Linked DNA regions of Mus musculus: regions 2 and 3 are each linked to region 1. A link is a contact called in public Hi-C and Micro-C data. All regions are on one chromosome and are shown on one strand. Each heading gives the region's core, a stretch centred on a gene start, on an enhancer-like site or on the middle of the called end of the contact. The rest is flanking DNA. Distances are from core to core; before and after follow the strand shown. Region 1 holds the start of Tbx2 (T-box 2). Region 2 holds the start of Hoxb7 (homeobox B7). Region 3 holds the start of Hoxb13 (homeobox B13).

Region 1 (4,822 bases), core at 627-3,126:
AGGCCTAAACGGGTAGACCAGCTACTGTATGCTACCCAGGAAAATGACCAAAATACATACTTCGATACATACACATTTTTACAAGGTACTAAAGTGCCTGTCCCCATACACACAACTTAGCAAATGTCCTGCCAACTCGGAAAGCTGAACTGACTACTTCTTGTTCACCTCACTAACTGTCCAAGTGTGTTCAGACACATCTCTCCTGGAGGAGCCACATCCTGTCTGAATTGGAAGCAGTGCAAAGCTGCAATGGATCTCTCACCGGCTGCGAACACCGCGAAGCTAGAGCTGAAGGTTCACTGTGGGCAGAGAAAAGAGTGAGAAAAGCGACCTAGGAGTAAGGTCCTGAAGAAAAACCCAGTGGGGCAGGCGCGCACAGGGTTATGAAGAATTACAAGCGCCTGGTGTTGGCTCAGATGTATAGGAAAAAAGGTCGTGGAGGCCAAACGACTCCTGCTGGTCTCAACCCCGTACTGCCGGGGGCAACTAGCTTTTAAACGCCTTTCTGGGCGGTCAGCTACCAAGTGCCTGAAGACCTGGTGTATGCAGCGGAGGGGCAAGCTGCCTGGGCCACTTACGTGGTAGGTGCCTACCACGGGGACATAGGGCTGGAGCGGCAGAATTCGCTTATACTGGTTGGGAGGGTGGGAGTATCCACTGTGGCTAGTTCACACCCTGCTTCCCCTCCCCAACAAGCACAAGGGTGTGAGCCTCAACCCTAAACAGGCAAGTGTATGATCGTTTTACTCTGGGCACACCTGATTATGGTTTTACACACACACACACACAGAGAGAGAGAGAGAGAGAGAGAAAGAGAGAGAGAGAGAGAGAGAGAGAGAGAGAGAGAGAGAGAGAGAGAGAGAGAGAGAGAGAGAGGAAGATGCATTGGGGCTGTTGCCAGAGAGATAACGAAGACTGATCGTCGAAGGGGGTGTTCACACTTGCTGGCAAACACCTCGATTCCCATCCGCATTACTCAGCTTTCCTGAACTAGGGAGCCTTGAGCTTCCAAGGGACGGAAACAATCTCTAGAGAAGTGACTGAGAAGAAAAGATGCCAGAGTTTAGGAAGAGATAGATGGGCTTGCATCTCCAGTACCGGATGCGGCGAAAATTCCTTCTGGCGCGTGTGGAGAATCTGAGTTCTAGGATCAACTAGCGCGGCACCGCCTTGGGCTCTGTAGAAGGTGCGCTCACCTACCTGGTCCCAAGGATCCATTTTCCTACTCGCCAGAAGGTTTTGGCTTAGTGACCTGACACAGACCTTCTTTAGGCTAAATGCCCGGCCCTTCTGGAACCCCAGGTTCCTGAGTCTACGAGGGGAGGAGCAGGTGGGGGTGGGGACCCTTCGTTTCCCCAGCGCAAGGCGGCGTCCCGTTCCCGCCCGTGCCGGCCCCATCAGGGTTCTGCCATGGCTCCCCACTCACCGGCTCCGGACACCTGATTCGGCTCCGGGACCTCGGCCGCCCGAGCCTCCTGATTTGCCCGCCCACCGGCCTCGCTTTCCAGTGCCCGCAGCCTCCCTCTGAAGTGCATGGACCCGGGGCGGTGACCGGGAGTGGGGTGGGAGGCCAGGCTGGGTCGCAGGCAAGAGCGGCCGGGCCTCCCGGCGCGGGAGGGAAAGGGCGCCCCCTCTCCTCTCCGGAACGTGTCAATGCTTTGCACTTGGGGCCGGCATGCGGCTAGGGGGTCCTTCCCCAAGGCCCCGGGACCCGGGCGCCCCCTGCCTCAGGCCCTTACGGCGGGTCAGATCGGTCCTCTGCGCTTTCCAGCCCTCGCCCAGGCAGCGGCGGGCGCGGGCGGCGAGGTGGGGGCCAGGCCAGGGGGAGGGGTCTCGGGGCCCGCTGGCCCGTCATTGGTTAATATTTTATTCTGTTGACATGTTTTCTTACTGCTGAGGCTTCCGACACCTTCTCCCTGGCCTCCCCTCCCGTCCAGAGCTTGGCCTGAGCTGTCAAAACCCCGCCCCCGGAGACCCACAATTGGTCCAAAAAGCGTAAAATCAGCAATCAAGGGGGGCCTGGCTCGTTAGCGCAGGGGATCCGAACAGGGCAGGACATGTGAGATAGTCACAGTTTTCCAGAGATCAGGACAAGATCTAACCAGTCGCGCGTGGTCCCCGGCGCCGGAGCCGGCCAGCCCAGCCCAGCCCAGCCCAGCCCAGCCCCGCGCAGCGCCCCCTCCGCCCCCGCGTCCAGAGCCCTGCGCCCCTTGAGGTGCGCGGGACGGGGAGCCGGGAGAAGCCGCTGCCGCGCCCGCCGCCCGGGCCGTCCGTCCTCCGCGCGCGCCGCCGCCCGGGCCGGGGGTCCGAGGCGCGCGCCCCCGGCCCCGGCCCCGGCTCCCAGGAGCCTGGGCCGGATGTCCCGATGAGAGAGCCGGCGCTGGCAGCCAGCGCCATGGCTTACCACCCGTTCCACGCGCCACGGCCCGCCGACTTCCCCATGTCCGCCTTCCTGGCGGCAGCGCAGCCCTCCTTCTTCCCGGCGCTAGCGCTGCCGCCCGGCGCGCTAGGCAAGCCTCTGCCGGACCCGGGCCTGGCGGGGGCGGCGGCCGCGGCAGCAGCGGCGGCGGCGGCGGCCGAGGCGGGGCTGCACGTCTCGGCACTCGGCCCGCACCCGCCCGCCGCGCATCTGCGCTCGCTCAAGAGCCTGGAACCCGAGGACGAGGTGGAGGACGACCCCAAGGTGACGCTGGAGGCCAAGGAGCTGTGGGACCAGTTCCACAAGCTGGGCACCGAGATGGTCATCACCAAGTCCGGGAGGTAGGACGGGCCGGGCGGGCGGGCTCGGGGACCGCACAGCACCCACCACCACTGGGTCGATGCTCTCTCGGATTGCCCCCGCTCCGGCCCTGGCGCCACACTCCTTTCCACAGACAAGCAAGCTGACTTTTTTTTTTTTCCGTTTGGCTCCGGAGCGAATTAAAAAAGAAAAAGAAAAGCAAACATCTCTCGATTGAAATAAAACGAAAACACGTTCCTAAAGAATAGTCCCAACTGTTCTGAGTCTCAAAGCCCCGGAGACTCTGGCGGGTCTCCACAGCCCCTTGCGGTCTCACTGTTTTTTTTTTGTTTTGTTTTGTTTTGTTTTGTTTTGTTTTTGTTTTTGTTTTTTCCGTCTCCTGGACGGTCTGGAAGTTCCTAAGAAAAGGGATCTTTCCCGGATTCTCCGCTCTGATCACTGGAGTCCATAGTGGGACTAGCATCCCGCCTCCTGCTAGCTCCAGGCTGACCACTTGGTTCCGGCAGAGAGTTGTCCAGCCCACAGCTAGGCCTTGGAGAGAGTCTTGCTTGTCCTTGGAGCTTGGAGCACTGGACCAGCCACCTCTTGAGGCCTTAAAGCCAGAAGAAAAATAAAATCCCCAATCTTCCCAGCACTCCAGTCTCTGAAAGTCCAGGCCTCAGGTTCACCCTGTTCCCCCGAAATTCTAGGCTAGGGTTCCCTGATTAAGCCTCTAAATCGTTTCTCCCAGACAAAGACCTTGATAGTTTATTTCTTCAAGCCCTGTCCCAAGAGTTTATTTCCTCTCTACGAATTTCAAGGCAATTCAGAAAAGCCTAGTGTATCTCTAAAGGGCCTAGTTTCCTTTCCTGGGCATCAACCCTCATCTTAGATCAGAGTGGAGGAAAGGTCTCCAGACTGAGTGCAAAACGCATCCAAAGCTTTACAAAACAGGCTCTGGCCGGCAGAAATAGGATGTCTTGGGAGTAAGAAGCACAGGCTGGGTCTTTCCAGGTAGCAACACAGCACAAGTGGAGGACATTGTGACAAATTATGTAGATAGGGAAGCTTCAAGTAGGATGTCATGTCATTGTCGGGAAGGTAAAGGGACAAAAAAGAGCCGGGTCCCAATGGCATGTCCCCCTTCCCTCCCTCCGAGGCGGATGTTCCCCCCCTTCAAGGTGCGAGTCAGCGGCCTGGACAAGAAAGCCAAATACATCCTGCTAATGGACATCGTGGCTGCCGATGACTGCCGCTATAAGTTTCACAACTCCCGCTGGATGGTGGCAGGCAAAGCCGACCCCGAGATGCCTAAACGCATGTACATCCACCCGGACAGTCCGGCCACAGGGGAACAGTGGATGGCCAAGCCTGTGGCCTTCCACAAACTGAAGCTGACCAACAACATTTCTGACAAGCATGGCTTTGTGAGTGTGGGCAGGTTGGGAAGGTGTTGAGAGCCCAGGGGCCCCCACAGTCGAGTGGGTAGAAGGAAGCTAGAGGATTTCTAGAGGGGAGCATTAGTTGAACACCCCCCACCCACAGTGCCCCTGTCTGTGGCCCAGGCAAACTGGGCCTAGGCTTCCAGAGCCCTGTTCTGCAAGCCTGAGGAAAAGTATGTCGACTGTTTGTGGAAAGCTCCAGGCTGCTCTCAATCTCAGTTTCTTTCTAACAGAATTTTGAGAGCCCCTCCTAGAATCAAGGGTGAAGCAGGTGCTGTAAGGAATGGGTCAAGCCGCCCGAGTCCTGTGGAGGTCACCCTGCTAAGGACTTGGAGATATGCAGCTTGGACACCTGCTTGTCTCCTGTAGCTAACCCTTACCCTATGGTGAGGGAATCCAGACATTAAATCTGCTCTCCTCCAGCCTTCTGGAGATCTCTGCTCTATTAAGGCAGATGTCCAGCCAGGGAACATAATGAGGAACTCCTCATTTCTACCTGAGCCAAGCTCCTAGCGAATGATGGGGGGTTCATTGGACAAAGAGAGCCTCCCAGTGCATTATAGCTAGTCCTCGAGCACCCCTCCACACACACAGTTTTCTTCCCTTGTATCTCAGGACCCAGAAATGCCAGGGGACAGTGAAGTGAAAGAATGGAGAC
Region 2 (4,822 bases), core at 1,303-3,802, about 10 Mb after region 1:
TCCAACCTTCTCTGTCTCTTCCCCCTCCCCCACCCTCCCCTCTGTCTCGCCCTTTTCCCCCATTCCCAGCAGCCGCCGGACGCAGGCGAGGCCGCCAGACCTACAGTCGCTACCAGACCCTGGAGCTGGAGAAGGAGTTCCTATTTAATCCCTATCTGACTCGCAAGCGGAGGATCGAGGTATCGCACGCGCTGGGACTGACAGAGAGACAGGTCAAAATCTGGTTCCAGAATCGGAGAATGAAGTGGAAAAAGGAGAACAACAAAGACAAGTTTCCCAGCAGTAAATGCGAGCAGGAGGAGCTGGAGAAAGAGAAGCTGGAGCGGGCACCAGAGACCGCCGAGCAGGGCGATGCGCAGAAGGGTGACAAGAAGTAGGCTCCAGCTGGGACTGCTCGGGCCCGGACTAGCCCGCACGTCCGCCGGTCCCCCCCGCGACCACGCCGCCGCCGCCCGCCCCCCGCCTCCGAGAGCTCCGGCCCCGCGAGCGGAGCCAGGAGCTGGGCCTCCCACAGCAGCGTCCCCCGCCGCGCCAGTCCCCGCTAGTGGTAGTATCTCGTAATAGCTTCTGTGTGTGAGCTACCGTGGATCTCCTTCCCTTCTCTTGGGGGTCCGGGGGGAAAAAAAGAAAAGGATTTTAAGCAAGGACTCCCTCGTCCTGCGAGGGTGATCGACTGCGGCCTGGCAGAACCCCCTCGCCCCCGCCCCATGTAAAAAAGCCTCCTTGTGCAATGGTCTGTTTCCTTTGAACGTGCTTCTTTGTAATGACCGAGGTACCGATTTCTGCTAAGTTTTCCCAACAACATGAAACTGCCTATTCACGCCGTAATTCTTTCTGTCTCCCGCTCACTTTCTCTCTTTCTCTCGCTCTCTTTCTCTCACCGCGTCCCCATCTTTCCTCGCAACCCCCTCTCCCCGCTGCCCTCCCTAGCTGGCTTTCTCTCTTGCTTCTCTCTTTTCCTCCTGTCCCCCCACCCCCACCCCCTTTGGTTTGACAATTTTGTCTTAAGTGTTTCTCAAAAGAGATTACTTTAGTTAGCATGCGCGCTGTGAGCATTGTTAAAAGTGTTCTTAGGTTTACTGTGAAGAGAATGTATCCTGTATCTGTGAATTGCTTTATGGGGGGGAGGGAGGGCTAATTATATATTTTGTTGTTCCTCTATACTTTGTTCTGTTGTCTGCGCCTGAAAAGGGCGGAAGAGTTACAATAAAGTTTACAAGCGAGAACCCGAGACTGGCCCGGGCCGCCGCTCCTCATTCGCTCCTAGGCGCCTTGCAGGGCTGGGGGTGGGGGGGAGCTGGTCAGCAGGCTCCTGGGCTGGCCTAGGCTAGGTCGCTGAGAGGAGGGGGCGGGGGCGGGGGCTGGAAGCAGGTGGTGCGAGTCCCTGGGCCCAGGGGCGCAGGGGGTGAGGGAGGCGGCTGAACGTGATTGGAGGAGAGAGGATCGAGGGAGGGGAGCCAAGAGAAACCCCCTCCCCTTGCATTCTGAGGCTGAAGGACCAGGGAGACTCCAGCGCCCAGGCCGCTCTTGGGAAGAGATCTACCCAGGCTGGTGGCTAGTGTCCCCCGCCGCTTTTCTCTTTGTTTCCGTGTGTGTGTGTGTGTGTGTGTGTGTGTGTGTGTGTGTGTGTGTGTGTTTGGGGGGGGGGGTACGGGGGGGTGAGAAAGATGCAGCGCAAGACTTCTGAGTTTCTATTTCCATTTTTTCCTTGGACTCAGGTTGGGGAAACAGGAGCAGAGGGAAGCGGTTCCTCCCTACCTCCCCTCTCTGGGACGTCGTCACTTTCTCCCAGTTTCTAGGCCTCGGCTTGCCGCAGCCTTCCTTCCTTCGTTGCTTCTGCCTTCCTGGCAGCCACGCTCCAGTGAGTGAGGCATCCGCCTTCCGGAACCGGGAAAGCAGCGAGCCGGACCCAAGCCTCCTTCCTCCCTTCCTTTTTCTCCCAGCCCCCATTCCATTCTTTTTAAATTTTGTATATCTTTTTATTGTCATCAGAAATCTCAGCGTCCAACGCCTTATTGGGTTGGATCTCTGCCTTAGGGACGCCTTGGTCACATCTAGTTACTACAACTGGGGCACTAAGACAACCGGGAGGCCAGGCTCGCCTCCTCTTGGGAGAAGAGCAGCAGCTCGGATGAATTAACCCAAATTAATAAATATTCGGCCAGCACCCACCCACCAAGTTGCGAACATTCAATCCCTGCGTCTCTCTCGCTCTGTAACCGGCTGGGGGAAATGGGTGGGGGATGACAACACGGTTCCCTCAGAGGTTATTTATTTTCTCTTCCACTCAATTCCTTCTTCCCCAAATCTCGCCTGCAAGCTGCCTCCAGCCCGCGGGGGTCGACAGCGGCCCTTAAGCCCCCAGCCCCAATCCGCAGAGCTCGGCCTTCCCATTCATTATTGATCATATTTTATAAATCCAACGCCACACAATTTTTTCCACATTACTGGGAGCCTCCGGGAGGCCGTCATACCATTGGCCGAGGGGATATCACGTGGGCCGGGGTCACGTGGTCAGAAGAGGAAAAAGGGGGTCCTTTTGGTGTAAATCTGGACTCTAATTCTGTAATATATCAAGGAATCTCGTAAAACCGACACTAAAACGTCCCCGACTACAAATCATCCGGCCAAATTATGAGTTCATTGTATTATGCGAATGCTTTATTTTCTAAATATCCAGCCGCAAGTTCGGTTTTCGCTCCAGGAGCCTTCCCCGAACAAACTTCTTGCGCCTTTGCTTCCAACCCCCAGCGCCCGGGCTATGGAGCAGGTCCGGGCGCTCCTTTCTCCGCCTCGGTGCAGGGTCTGTACTCCGGCGGGGGGGCCATGGCGGGCCAGAGCGCGGCTGGCGTCTATGCGGCCGGCTACGGGCTCGAACCGAGTTCCTTCAACATGCACTGCGCGCCCTTTGAGCAGAACCTCTCCGGGGTGTGTCCGGGCGACCCCGCCAAGGCGGCTGGCGCCAAGGAGCAGAGGGACTCGGACTTGGCGGCCGAGAGTAACTTCCGGATCTACCCCTGGATGCGAAGCTCAGGTAAAGCCGCGCTCTGAGCGGTCCCGAGCCGCAGTGTCCGGGCCACGGTCCCCAGAAGGGCTCCCTTCCGGCCAGGGCACCCTTCTCTGTGTCCAGGTTATTCCCGGCTGCAGATCGGCCATTGCCACGCCGTTTAAGTCTGGGCTGGGACCACGCGCGCCACCCCCACTCCCAGTTTTGCTCAGTGCTCTCAGGCCCTAGCGGATCTCTTTTTGCCGACGCCACAGAGCTCAAAGCCCCCAGCCCGCCCCCAACCCTTCCTCCCGGCCTTTTAGCTTTAAATATTTATCAGCAGCGCCGGCACGGGCTGGAGACGAGGCCGTTTGTCTTGCCTAGAAAGGCTGGGGTTTGCAGAGAATAGCCATTAGGGTCTTTCTCTTCTCTCTCCCCCCTTCCCTGCCTGAGAGCTCAGTTCTGGGTGTGTCCCCCCAGCCCTAGCTTGGGCAAGATATGGAGGAGGGGGCCATGGCGCTAAGCGATTCTCCCCTCCCCCTTCCTTTCTAGCCAACCCCGCTCCCCCATTATTCCCATCAGGACAATTAGAGGTGGGCTCTAGAGGCCTGGTGGGATGGGGGAGAGGAAACAGAAGAGATGAGGACCCAGACAGGGACACAGAGTCAAAGAGTGGTGAAGGAGTTAGTCTGAGACCCAGAGCGATGAGTCTACTGACCCCCACCTCCTGATGGACTTAGAAGGCCCGTCAGCTCCCCAGGAGAGCATAGGTTGTTTGTTATTTTTTTTTTCCAGGTGTCTTTCCAAGGGCTCTGTGGGCCCCTGAGGAACAGCCAAGTTTGGTGGTATCACTCCAGAAAGATGACTCTCCTCTTGGGGAGGGCTAGGACTCTTCAGAACCAAATCAAGATTTAGGGAGTGCACGATGCTTTAAGAACCATAGGTTTTCTTCCCTCAGGTCTCCTTCACAGCTTCCTCGCACACCTTTTACATTTCCCCGAGGCAGGTGGGCTTGGGAGCCAACTCCAAGGCTCAGAAGACCCAACCGGGCCAGAGACTCCTATACTCATGGGCTTGGGGGCCACGAGGAAACCATTTCTTGACTATTGTTCTTCACGGTTCCTGTTACCTACCCTGTAATTGAACTGACCTTCCAGTTGGTTTATCAAAGTCCCTCCCCCCCCCCACCTCGTAAATATTTCAGCTTGGCTTATAGCTGACTTGAAATTAAGGTCCTTAGCCTCTCTCCCCTCTCCTGTCTCCTTCCCAAGAGGGCGGATACCAGCATCTCCCCAGTCTCCTTGGGGTTCTGAGCCTATGCTGGGAGTTCTCAGATACCCTTTTGCCCCACCATAGGAATCTTCACCTTGCTCTCTCTCGTAGACTCTGGTCATTCTTTTCTTCCTTGCAGTCCTGGAGGCCCAAATATTGCTTCAGACAAGTAGGTTTCATGTGCAGGAAGGCAGGCAGTAGTCAGACCTTGCTTGATACTTACTGGGAAGGAATCATCAGAGCCAAGTTCTGTCAGTCTACTAATGCCAAGGTCCAAGGAAATAATGTCCTTGTCTCTTCCCCATTCCACAACAAGTTTGGGTGGGGACTGGGCCTATGGCTCCTTTTATTTCTGTTCTTCTCAGACTAGGCCTGGAGCCCCACTCTAGGGACACTAATATGGTTTCCAGAGCCCTGTACCTCAAAGGCCACCTGAATGGGGAAAGGGTAGACTTGGTGCCCCTGACCTTAGAGAGTGACTGATGACAGAATTTGCTCTCTTTCTGTGTTAGCCCCTTTGGAATAGAGTCTCAGGGAGCCAGCAGCTGAGAACTACCTGGTTTT
Region 3 (4,822 bases), core at 1,053-3,552, about 10 Mb after region 1:
TCTTGGGAGGGAGATGCAGGAAGATCAGAATTTCAGAGATACCTTCAGCTACAAAGGGAGCTTGAGGCCAGTGTGTGGCATAAAATGCTGTGAGAATTTGCATGTCATATATCCCAGGGGCCATGCAAATCTTCTGGATATCTATGCAGTTTCAGTAATCTAAAAAAGAAAGTGTTAGAACATACCCCACGATGGATGTAAAAATTTCCCTTATACCCAGAAGTGTTGTTTTGTCAAATGATTTTGATTTTTTTTTTAAAAAAGTAAAGGCCACTCATGCTGTATCAGCATTAATAAACTTACACACATCTTTCCTCCCCACCAAAGACAGGGTTTCTCTGTGCAGCCCTGGCTGTCCTGAAACTCTGTCTGTAGAGCAAGCTAGGTCTGAAAAGGCCTGCCTCTGCCTCCCTGGTGCTGGAATCAAAGGTGAATGCCACTGTATCTCTACATCCCAGCATACAGGCATCTGTGTCTACAGAAACCTAAGAACTGGGAAGTTCGAAATCTTTAGGGGGGAAATCCTGGTGTTTCTGCCCTTCATGATTGGGTGAACAACAACCTGGATTGGGCTTTGGGAAGCAGTGAACAGACACCTTCCTCTTTTTTCCTTTCTCTATGTTTTCAAATGTGATAAAAATCAGAGGGGATGTTTGTGCTTCATGTCAGTTATTAACAATGTCTGTTGGGAGTGATACACAGTATACTACAGGCCTCCATTCTGGCTTTCATAGGCCCTTTCCCACAAAGTGACTCAAGTTCAAGTTTAGGCTTTGGCTGAGCCGGACTCAGCTCAAGGGGTTCGATTCTTTATTACAAACAAACTCTTGATGTAGAATAGAAAAGTTCAAATTTTCTGCCGGGGTGAGGGGAAACCTGAGAGAAAACTAGAAGACACAAAGGGATTTCATGTGAAAGTGATACAGGAAAGAAACAAAAAACAAAAAACAAACCAACTTTAAGGGCAGATTTGTGAAACAAGCCATTTGAATCTACAGCACAATAGGCCCCAACAGAGGGCCTCGGACAATTCTAGCAGTTGGGGTAGTTCACTCTCTCTCTCCTCCTCTTTAACTTCCAAGGAAATTTAAAGAGGCAGCTAGGGGGTCCTGAGCTTTCTAGTCCCTCAGTCCTGTGGAAGTGTGCTGGGGCCAGGGTTCGGTTCCTGGACTTTCCGGCCTAGAGAGCGGCACCAAAGAGCAGAAAGGCCCCCACACAGACCAAGCTCCTGCAATCTTGGGACCCAGGATCCCCACAGGTGGGGATGGCCACGAAACCAGCCTTGGCTCCCCCAGACTGCAGATTCCAGAAAAAGGGATACAATCTTGACCCCCCCTTCCCATTTGTGATGTTTCAACCTCTCCCTCTCTCCCTCTCCCTTTTTTCCTCTCTTCCTTTCTCCTCCCTCTCTGCCTACCCCCCCCCCCCCCGCCAGCCTTCCTTTTCCACACCGAGTCTATTCCTTCAAGTAAAGCCCCTGTACGCCTGTGTCTCTTGGTCTCTTTCTCCACCCTTAAACGGAAATCCAGACCCCCTTCCCAGACATTGGCTCTATTTCCCCTTCAGATCCGGACACTGCGTTCCCTGAGCCAAGCACTGCACGTTTTCAACGTTCCTTCGTGTCCCCCGCCCCTTGGCTCCGCCTCATCCCCATTGGGGCCTCCGGGCTTTCAGTGTTGTGACTAGGCAGGGTCCTTGGGGGACAGACCTGGAAGGCACTTGCCTGGGCGCAGTGTATTAGGGACAGAAAGGATATCTACAATGAGCTACGGTGGCTAGTACCCAGCCTCCAAGCACAGAGCTCCCTGACGCCTACAGTTCTCATTCCCATCTCAGAAGCATTCCCGGGTTCTCCTTTGAGGCAGCCCGAAGTGGCCTCCCAGCCCTTCCCCCGACTCCCCTCATCCCCAGGAGATGGACACTTTATTGGGAGAGCTTTTTATTCTCTCGTTAAACCTGCCAAAGCGCAGAAGACTGGGAGCCAGGAAGAGAGAGAGAGAGAGAGAGAGAGAGAGAGAGCGCAGGCAGAGACCCGAGACAGCAGGCAGAAGCAGAGACACATATAGAGACAGAGACACAGAACACATACAGATAAAGACAGAGACACACATACAAAAAGAAAAAGAGACAGGCGGAGAGGAAGAGAAGGGAAGAGAGGAGGCGGAGCCGGGCTCCCCGTCCCTTCTCCCCCTGCAATTTCTGCGGGAGGATTTTATGAGCCTCTCTCCCCCAGGCCACAGCCAATCAGCGCTCATGCCCGGGCTCTTGCGTCTCTTGCGTCAAGACGGCCCAGCCAGGCGAATGCAGGCGCCGTTCGAGCTGGGAGCGATTTAAAACGCTTAGGATTCCCTGGGCCTGGGTGGGGAGAGACAGCTTGCTGCCCCCTAGAACCCTCACCCTCGGCTCCCCATGAGCCGATCATTGGCTCCATGGAGCCCGGCAATTATGCCACCTTGGACGGGGCCAAGGATATCGAAGGCTTGCTGGGAGCTGGAGGGGGTCGGAATCTAGTCTCCCACTCCTCCCCACTGGCTAGCCATCCCGCGGCTCCAACGCTGATGCCAACTGTCAACTATGCCCCCCTGGATCTGCCAGGCTCTGCAGAGCCACCAAAGCAGTGCCACCCTTGTCCTGGGGTGCCTCAGGGGGCATCTCCAGCTCCTGTGCCTTATGGCTACTTTGGAGGCGGGTACTACTCTTGCCGAGTATCCAGGAGCTCCCTGAAACCCTGTGCCCAGACGGCCGCCCTGGCTACCTACCCTTCGGAAACTCCTGCACCTGGGGAGGAGTATCCCAGCCGTCCCACCGAGTTTGCCTTCTATCCGGGCTACCCGGGACCATACCAGCCTATGGCCAGTTACCTGGATGTGTCTGTGGTGCAGACCCTGGGAGCCCCCGGAGAGCCTCGCCACGATTCTCTGCTTCCCGTGGACAGTTACCAGCCCTGGGCCCTGGCCGGTGGCTGGAACAGCCAGATGTGTTGCCAAGGTGAACAGAACCCACCAGGTCCATTCTGGAAAGCAGCGTTTGCAGGTAAGTTCTACTCTGGCTCCCCTTGGCTCAGCATGGGCTACGCTGGCACTTGCTGGGAAGGAGGAAGAGGAGAGGAAGGGAAACTTCGGGCTGATGAGGAGGGGCCTAGGGTTCCTGGGTTATTTACTAGGACTGTGAGGGAGGGTCCAGGCAACAAGAGGGCCTCAGAGGGTCAGAATAAGGGGCCTCAGCAGGGTGCTAGCCTTCCTGACTTCTCCAGGAGGCTCTAGGACCAGTCTTTGAATATGTCGGGAGAACCTTGGATCTCTGCTGTTGATTGGGGGCAAAGAGTCCCTACCCAGCACAATCCCAGACTAATTCTGCCCAAAGGCCAAATGACATAATCCAGTGGTCTCGAGAGTGGCATTGAGAGGTGGGATCGGAGATATTGGGTGTTTCCTCGAGAATATAACCCTTTCCTTTTTTTAGGTCAATTTCGAAAGGAAAATTTAGGTTTTCTTTGACTGAGGGTGTATTGAAGGGTGTGTTCGTGAGTGTGCGTGTAAGTGTGTGTGCATGGTGTTTGTGTGTGTATGTGTGTGTTGGGTAGGGAACAGAACCCTGTTTTCTCATGTACATAATTTGCCAGTTTGGAGGAGTGGCTGAATCCGAACACGCATGTGAAAGTGGATTGTGTGATTGTGGACAAAAACCTGACAGGGTGGGTGTGTTTGCAGACTCCTGGTGTGAGGTCAGTGATGGTGGGGGTGGCCAGTAGGAGCAGAGGCTGAGTGAGTGGCTATCAGAGAATCAGGCAGAATCTAGGGCTGTGTGCTTTGAGGGAGCCGGGCCCACACATAGGATGATCAGGAAGCGCCTGCAGGATGACGTAGCCCTGAGGCGTGCAGGGCCTGGGTCTGCGCTTGATCTTGCGCTAGAGAGGGGACTAAGATGCCTTTTCTTCCCTCTCTTTTTCCACCACACAGAGCCCAGTGTCCAGCACCCTCCTCCCGACGGCTGTGCCTTCCGCCGAGGCCGCAAAAAACGCATTCCCTATAGCAAGGGGCAGTTGCGGGAGTTGGAGCGGGAGTATGCAGCCAACAAGTTTATCACTAAGGACAAGAGGCGCAAGATCTCGGCAGCCACCAGCCTCTCTGAACGCCAGATTACCATCTGGTTTCAGAACCGCCGGGTCAAGGAGAAGAAGGTTCTTGCCAAGGTCAAGACCAGCACTACCCCGTGAGCACCAGAGGGGATGGGCAGGGGAAGAGGGCTTGTCCTGGAGAACTGGGAGCCTGCCAGGGCCAGGACTGGCAGAGGACTCGGCTGAGGGACCCCAAGAGATGACACCTTTAGCAGGCTTCTGAGTTCTGGACTGTTCCTCGGGGCTATCCTGCATGTGCCGGGAGCGGGAGGCTCCTCCATCACGGTTCTGAAGAACCTGTATCAGTCATAATCATTCATCTGGACCGTGGTGATAATCTCATAACCAGTACTAGTTGTCATGATAATTAGCCTCATATTTTCTATCTAGAGCTCTGTTGAGCACTTAGAAATCGCTTTCATGAGTTGAGCTGATTGTGAATAAATTCGGAAGACGATCTTGTAGGACAGTTTCCTCTCAGATTCCTTTCCATGTACACTCAGTGTGCCCCCCTTCTAGTGGTGGAGGGGAGAGAGAATGGGGTGGGGGGACAAAGGTAGATTCATCCTTCTAAGGTGCCCATACCCACTTGGCATTTTTCTGAGATGATACCAGGGCAGGATAGACCAGTTAGAGAGTGCTTCTCCCTCCTCCCTGCCCACCTTCTCCTGTGGTCTCCTTCCTCCTGGACAACCTCCTAGGCTA

What was found. Hi-C and Micro-C count contacts between places; a contact is called where the count stands out from the background.
Region 2: a Micro-C map of embryonic stem cells shows a contact between it and region 1, with 8 times the contacts expected there. The contact joins the promoter of Hoxb7 here to the promoter of Tbx2 in region 1. A contact is called at or near these places in 2 of 39 promoter capture datasets (cranial neural crest and embryonic stem cells) and 1 of 484 Hi-C or Micro-C datasets (embryonic stem cells).
Region 3: a contact with region 1 is called in a Hi-C map of cerebellum, with 4 times the contacts expected there. The contact joins the promoter of Hoxb13 here to the promoter of Tbx2 in region 1.

Annotation. Positions count from the first base shown.
Region 1 is chr11:85,830,739-85,835,560 of GRCm38.p6, forward strand. It overlaps Tbx2 (T-box 2), which reads left to right and starts at 1,877. Exons shown (of 7, transcript NM_009324.2): 1 at 1,877-2,763; 2 at 3,882-4,149. The coding sequence starts at 2,369. 2610027K06Rik (RIKEN cDNA 2610027K06 gene) reads right to left here and starts at 1,650. Exons shown (of 5, transcript NR_077059.1): 1 at 1,430-1,650. RefSeq lists a promoter at 1,412-2,402.
Region 2 is chr11:96,284,094-96,288,915 of GRCm38.p6, forward strand. Hoxb7 (homeobox B7) reads left to right here and starts at 2,553. Exons shown (of 2, transcript NM_010460.2): 1 at 2,553-3,034. The coding sequence starts at 2,635. It overlaps Hoxb8 (homeobox B8), which reads left to right. Exons shown (of 2, transcript NM_010461.2): 2 at 70-1,232. The coding sequence ends at 377.
Region 3 is chr11:96,192,014-96,196,835 of GRCm38.p6, forward strand. Hoxb13 (homeobox B13) reads left to right here and starts at 2,303. Exons shown (of 2, transcript NM_008267.4): 1 at 2,303-3,033; 2 at 3,960-4,597. The coding sequence starts at 2,430. The coding sequence ends at 4,216.